Linked DNA regions of Xenopus laevis: region 1 is linked to region 2. A link is a contact called in public Hi-C data. All regions are on one chromosome and are shown on one strand. Each heading gives the region's core, a stretch centred on a gene start, on an enhancer-like site or on the middle of the called end of the contact. The rest is flanking DNA. Distances are from core to core; before and after follow the strand shown.

Region 1 (3,439 bases), core at 649-3,148, 130 kb before region 2:
ACCAAAAGGCCCCTATACACGGGCCGATAAAAGCTCCTGACAGACCAAGTCGGCATCTTATTGGCCAGTGTGTTCGGCCATCTGTGTTCGGCCATCTGAAAAAAATCGGCCAGATCTCGATTGGGCAGGTTAAAAAATCCTGTTGGACCGTGGCCGCATCTGTGCGTGTATGTGGTCCACGATCCGACCGCCCGTATCAGATCCATTATGATCCGATCGTTAGGCCCTAGGGCCCATGTGCTATCGCCACTTCAATGTGGGCATATCGGTGAGAGATCAGCTTGTTTGGTGACATTACCAAACGAGCTGATCTCTATGTCTATGGCCACCTTTAGGGATGTTCACTTTAGTGAATAAGCATTCACCCCCGAATTTCACTCTAGTTGGCCTTCACATTCATTAGAGGTTGTTTTTTTTTACATCTGGTGGACAAGTGGTGAGATATGGCAGAAAACTTGACAAAACTCTCCTCTATTCCTGTGTTTGCAGACTGATCTGTATTCCGGGGCGCTGTTTATACAGGTGTGCTTGGGTTGGAACCTCTACCTCTCCACGGTCCTCATGCTGGTGGTGACGGCCCTGTATACTATTGCAGGTAAGATACATCTCAGCTGGTCTCAGGTATAGTAGGAGGCCTCTGCGGAAGTGCAACGTTTCGAGACACAACACTTTGTCAAGCTTGACCCCTGAAACGTTGCACTTCTGCATTAAACATTTTGGAAGGTTGTACCCTGTAATTGCAGTCTTGTGTTCCAGTGTGCTTCTTCTCCATGTGTTTTAGGAGGTTGCCATAGCCTTTATCATTGGGCAACAAGCTTCTTTAGTTAAAGGGGAACTATTGCAAAAATGAAAATTTAATTTAAACTTCCTCATACTGAAATAAGAAACTTTCTAAATACAATCAATTAAATATTCTGCATTGTTTCTGAAATAATCAAGTTTATCTTCACTTTTCCTCTCTCAGCATCTGTTTCTCTTCATTCTGTCTTCATTCAGCATTTGGGTGTCAGCTGAATGATCCAATATATCTTATAGGGGGGCTCCCTTTCCTAGCAGATGTATTAGAGATCACTCAAATAACTGATTCCAGTACAAACAAAATCTAACAAAATAACTGCCTTTTGCACAAATCCTGCATGTAGAGAGACATGATGTCTGGTGAATTTAATAAATCACCAGAAATCCTGTCTCTCTACATGCAGGATTTGTGCAAAAGGCAGTTATTTTGTTAGATTTTGTTTGTACTGGAATCAGTTATTTGAGAGAGCTCTAATACATCTGCTAGGCAAAAGGAGCCCCTCTATAAAACATATTGCATCTAACTGTCTATGAATATCTGACACCCAACTCCTGCATGAAGACAAAATAAAAAGTAACAGATGCTGAGAGAGGAATAGTGAAGATAAACTTCATTATTACAGAAATGGTACCGAATGTTTAATTGATTGTATTTGGAAAGTTTCTCATTTCAGTATGATGAAGCTTCTGTTAAATTTTAAATTTCCGAGATAGTTCCCCTTTAAAGAAGATTTTACAGGTCTCCAACTACGCCTATAGAATGTGTCACTTCATATAGGAATTCCCTTCTCCCTTTATATTGCTTTAATTCCCCTTATATCGTTTTCTAGGTGGCCTGGCTGCGGTGATCTATACAGATGCTCTGCAAACAGTCGTTATGATCGTCGGAGCCGTTATACTCACAATCACAGGTGAGGAAGGCTGGGAAAGAATTTTATTCTGCTGTGAAACTTAGGTAGTGATTTGGACACAACATAATAAATGTACGACTCCCAGCACCCTCATGAACCTTTAGCTGGAGGTGTCAGGGAGAAGGAGTGCTGATAGAACTATGACTATGAGAATTATCATGTGTATGAGGCCTGACCTATTCTACTGGATGTCTTGATGCCAGAAAGATGGATGCCAAGGATTGTTGCTTAATTGTTCTGTATATACAGTAGGTATTTGAGTCCAGCTTTGGTCGCACACCCACTTTAACAAACAGAATTTTATTTTCTGAGCCTTACAAGCTAATATTTACCCTCTTTTCTTGGGATACACGGCTTATAAAGAATGTCAGAACTGTGTACGAGGCAGCATTAAACAGCAGCAGTCTTGCCTGTTAAACCTACACTCATTGTTGTGGGGTTGGCTCTGGCCCCAGCCCTCCCATATCCCCCCTGTAGTGTTATAACCCACTTCCCAGAAGTCAGCCCGAAACTGGGCCTAGCGACTTGGTGGTGTTGTTTGTTAAAGGTGGCCCTGAATGGAATAATACAGGTCTATAATCAGCAGCAACAATGATCTCTGAGTTCTCAGGAACAATATATTTATATATTTACTATATACCAGCGTTCCCCTTTCACTCGTCACTAGCGTCGATTTAGGAAGGGAAAGTTCATTTTTAACTGGTCTCTTTTGTGTCTACAAGGAACTAAAATGTAGGCCCGGGGTAATGCCACTTCTGTTAAATATTCACCATTTTCAGAAGAATTCCCGATAAAAGACACTAGTGTACAATAAACAAATACAGTTCTGGAGAAAACAATGGAGGGGAGTCACTGTACTGTGTACATTAGGGATGCACCGAATCCAGGATTCGGCCAGGACTCAGCCTTTTTCAGCAGGATTCAGCCGAATCCTTCTGCCCGGCCGAACCGAATTTGCATATGCTAGTTAATATCGCACAAAATTTTTTTCGTAAAATATTGTATGGTGGGAAAAGAGCCGACCGATAGATAGTCCAGAAGACTTGGACATTGGTCGGTTCGTCGATCGTGCTGGACGGAAAATTTTGATTGGGCCTTTGAAGGGACCCAAACATCGGCCATTGTTAGTGCTGAATCGTCAGATACAGGTAGAATTCTATTATTTCTATATGAATATCTGACCAGGGCCGGACTGGGAGTAAAAAGCAGTCCTGGCAAAAAAATCAAAGCAGCCCACACGAAATGCGTGCTGGTCTTTTTACTTACACACAAGCATATTTTATATATATATATATATAGAGAGAGAGAGAGAGACCCATACATTGGGTTAAAACTGCCTTTATTTGGTTAGTGACTTCTAATATCCTTATCATTTACAGTAGGAGTTACATTATCCCTTATAATACATGAGTGATACTCAGAGTTCCCTGTATAACTCAGCCTGTAGCCTTGTGTCTTTATATGGTCACAGAACAACCCCTCAGTGACTTCTAATATCCTTATCATTTACAGTAGGGGGTACATTATCCCTTATAATACATGAGTGATACTCAGAGTTCCCTGTATAACTCAGCCTGCAGCCTTGTGTCTTTATATGGTCACAGAACAACCCCTCAGTGACTTCTAATATCCTTATTATTTACAGTAGGGGGTACATTATCCCTTATAATACATGAGTGATACTCAGAGTTCCCTGTATAACTCAGCCTGTAGCCTTGTGTCTTTATATG
Region 2 (3,634 bases), core at 144-2,643:
TAGCTACATGGCCCAGCAACTAGGGAGATTAGGAGGTGTAGGGAATTAAAGACATAGGGACACATTAACCCTATGGGCCCCTACACTGCTATTTGGGAAGATTAAGATTAATCTCCCAGAAATGCCTTCCCTCTGGCTAGAATGTGAATCGCCGGCGGGATGTCACTCGGATTGCTTCATTTTCCGAAGCGATCCAACTGCCATCTTTAGTGGCCTAGAGTTGCACAGTTTGCTATCCACAACCTCCTCCTCCCAAATCCATCTCAATTAAAGGAGAACTAAATCATAAAAATGAATACGGCTAAAAATGTCTTTCTTAAATAATGAACTTATTGCACCAGCCTTAACTTTCAGCTTCTCATTAGCAGCAATGTTCCAGGACTTCAAACTTGTCACAGGGGGTCACCATCTTGGAAAGTGTCTGTGACACTCACATGCTCAGTGGGCTCTGAGCAGCTGTTGAGAAGCTAAGCTTAGGGCTCGTCACCAAAGTGCATAACTTTACACTTATTAACATTGAACCAAATTTGCCAGTTTACTGCCCAGTCTTTAGCCAAAAGTGCCACATGCTACTTAGTAACCATGCCACATGGAACTTATAGTTCTGTACAATTTAGTATCATCAGCAAAAATAGAAACTGTACTTTTAATACAAACCTCAAGGTCATTAATAGACAAGTTAAAATTAAAAGACCCCTGTGGTACTCCACTAACAACACTAATAACAACCATTTTTGTACTCTATCCTTCAGCCAGTTCTCTATCCAAGCAAAAATAATATAATGCAGGCCAATAATCGGGAAACGTTTGTGTGGTACTGTAACAAATGCTTTGGCAGAGTCTAAGGCAGCAAATCACATCCATTGCCATCCTGATCTCAAGGCAATAAATTGTCTGGCAAGATCAACTGCTGGCACAAACTCGTAGCCATGTGATTTGAAAAGTATTCAAAAATGTATTCCTTTTAATCTCATCCAAGCTTTCCTACCACCAATGTCAAACTAACAGGCCTATAGTTACCAGACTGAGAACGGGATCACTTTTTAAAAATAGTCTATTATTATTTTATCTGCAGGTACAACAATTTCAGGGAGAGACTTCCATGCCTTTTGCCATTATGACTTTAACACCTTCTTCCTTGAAATCTCAAAGTATACCCCCCATATCCTCTGCAATTATCTATTAGTGAATAGTCTGTTGTTTTACAATGCTTCTCGTCATCATCCTAAAGCTGTCCCCCCCCACCCTGATATTAACCTACCCGAGGGGTATAACCAGTGAGAAGCTCTTACCCTCAGAAGATCTTACGTGCCTCTTTGCTGGGAACCATTCGGCAGATGCCCCCGTCTGCACGGATTACTTTATCTGCCTCCAGGCTGTCTCTATGCTCTGATGAGCTTACAGAGGAAGAGGGCTGGTATTTTACAGTTAAAGGGTTTTATTTGTTAGGTAAAGAGGTGACAGGAAGTCACAAAATAAAACACACTGCACCGTGGCAGCACCGAGTTATTGAAGCAAATACAGATAATCACTCTCTCTCTATATAAATATATATATACAGTATATAGTAACAGCCATGTCTCTTGTTGCTCTGATCCCAGTTTTAGAAGCCATTCTCTGATTTTCTGCTCAGATCCATCAAGACTAATGTTATTACTGCTTTATTCATTGCTGCCAGTTCGGTGCAGCCCTGTGCTATTATCATATATAAAGGTATAATCTCAGACTGGTGCCTTTCAGGTAGAGGGGAATTAAAGGGGTGGTTCACATTCATACAAATTGGTGAAAGCACCAGACTTTAAAAAATATAGCTTATCCCCAACAACCGCATTTACCACTTGGCCCGGTTTTTGGCTATTTTACGCCCAAATTAATTTTTATAAATAAAAATGTTTCTATAATATTTTCTATAAATGGAAAATACAAACATTTTCATTTAGATAGAAAACAGGAAAAAGCTTTTTGGTTGATTGAACAGGCCAAAATAGGTCCCTAACCATTTATCAGGGGAGAGGATAAACTTGAAATGCCAGAGCTTTTACTTATTCCTAAACCCTCCTGGAAACTGGTAGGATATTCACCGACATTTGTGCAAGTGGACAGTGGGTAGCAATGCTCTCAGGGCACTTATGGCAATATGGACTCCAAATAATGCACATTGAGACCCACCATATTTGGCAGCATCACTTCTGGTTCCTGGCACTTAGGAGCTGATCACCTAACAAGAGCATGCACCCCTGGTCCTGGCTAATACTCACATTTCTGGTCAGCCAGAGAAGCAGGGACAAGAAGCAATGCAGCCAAACATGGCCGCCACCAAACCTGAGAGAGAGAGAGAGAGAGAGAGAGAGAGAGAGAGAGAGAGAGAGAGAGAGAGAGAGAGAGAGAGAGAGAGAGAATAAATAGATAGGATAAATAGATTGATAGATAGATTAGATAGATAGATAGATAGATAGATAGATAGATAGATAGATAGATAGATTGATAGATAGATAGATAGATAGATAGATAGATAGATAGATAGATAGATAGATAGATGATAGATAGATAGATAGATAGATAGATAGATAGATAGATAGATAGATAGATAGATAGATAAGGGCAACATTTTTCTCTTCCACGTGAAATTTTTGTTGCATGCAAAACTGCGTGGTGAATTTTTGGCGCAGTTCCACAATTCGCTCGTCGCTATAGACTAACTAATGTTCTAGTGCTCCAAAAGTCAGAGTTTTTTCTTGAATAGAATGAGAGGGCATTCATAACGGATGAATTCTGGGATGGAATTCCAGAGATAAGGAGCAGCAAGATAGAAGGGTTTAAAGATGAGAAGTGGCAGAGGAGAAGACTTGGAACATACAGTGAGACAAGAGAAGAAATATATAACCAGGAGCAGAGGAGTGAAGGGCTGTGAATGTTAGAAGGATTACATATGCTATCCTTTGCTTAGCAAGAAGCCATGCCAAAGATTTTACTTGGGGTTGAACTTCTCAGGAGAAAGTAGGAGGATCCTGGTAGTGGAGTTGGCCATAAAGTTGGCCATAAATGTAACAATTACAATATTTCCTGGAAAAGAACTTTCCAAGAAACTTTGTTCGATTCAATACACATTTGTAGAACTGAATTGTCAGATATACAGGAAGAAACAATAGAATTCTACCTGTAACTGAAGATTCAGCTCTAACAATGGGCGAGGGTCGGGCGCCTTCAAAGGTGCCCGATAAAAAATTTCCAGCCAGCCCAATCGACAAGCCGATATCCAAGTCTTCTGCTCATATTGGTTGGCTCGTCTCCTGCATATGGACTTTCTATAATGGACTTGAATTTTAAGTATTTTTGTACTCATCTTGGTGGGAGGGGCCTAAGGGTATTTAAGGGACGTTACGTAGTTGTATTATATCACCTGACGAAGGGGCAAGCCCCCGAAACGTTGTGCATTTGTTTGACTGAATAAACACGTAGGGGGTAACCCCTTTGCAATTGCTATTGAGTGACAGTACTCTCCACTTTGTCAATACCGATTTGTGGGGATCGCCGTATCCCCCAAGGATTGGGCACCTAGCAGGTTCAACGAAGGAGGGCCGGTGACTGCAAGCGGAAATTGTGTTGGCTCGTCTCCCACCATACAAGCACCAAA

The links. Hi-C and Micro-C count contacts between places; a contact is called where the count stands out from the background.
Region 1: a contact with region 2 is called in a Hi-C map of the XTC cell line, with 5 times the contacts expected there. The contact joins the enhancer-like site here to the promoter of grap.S in region 2. A contact is called at or near these places in 3 of 4 Hi-C or Micro-C datasets (the XL177 cell line, the XTC cell line and animal cap).

The regions. Positions count from the first base shown.
Region 1 is chr9_10S:103,378,945-103,382,383 of Xenopus_laevis_v10.1, reverse strand. LOC121399188 (sodium/glucose cotransporter 5-like) reads left to right here. Exons shown (of 15, transcript XM_041579161.1): 6 at 490-595; 7 at 1,629-1,709. Among protein-coding and RNA genes, the nearest start is that of LOC121399188, 26 kb to the left of the region's middle. Within about 2 kb of position 1,898, at least 1 of the 7 cell types and tissues checked has an H3K27ac peak or open chromatin away from gene starts, as enhancers often do.
Region 2 is chr9_10S:103,251,677-103,255,310 of Xenopus_laevis_v10.1, reverse strand. It overlaps grap.S (GRB2-related adapter protein), which reads right to left and starts at 1,393. Exons shown (of 6, transcript XM_018239292.2): 1 at 1,293-1,393.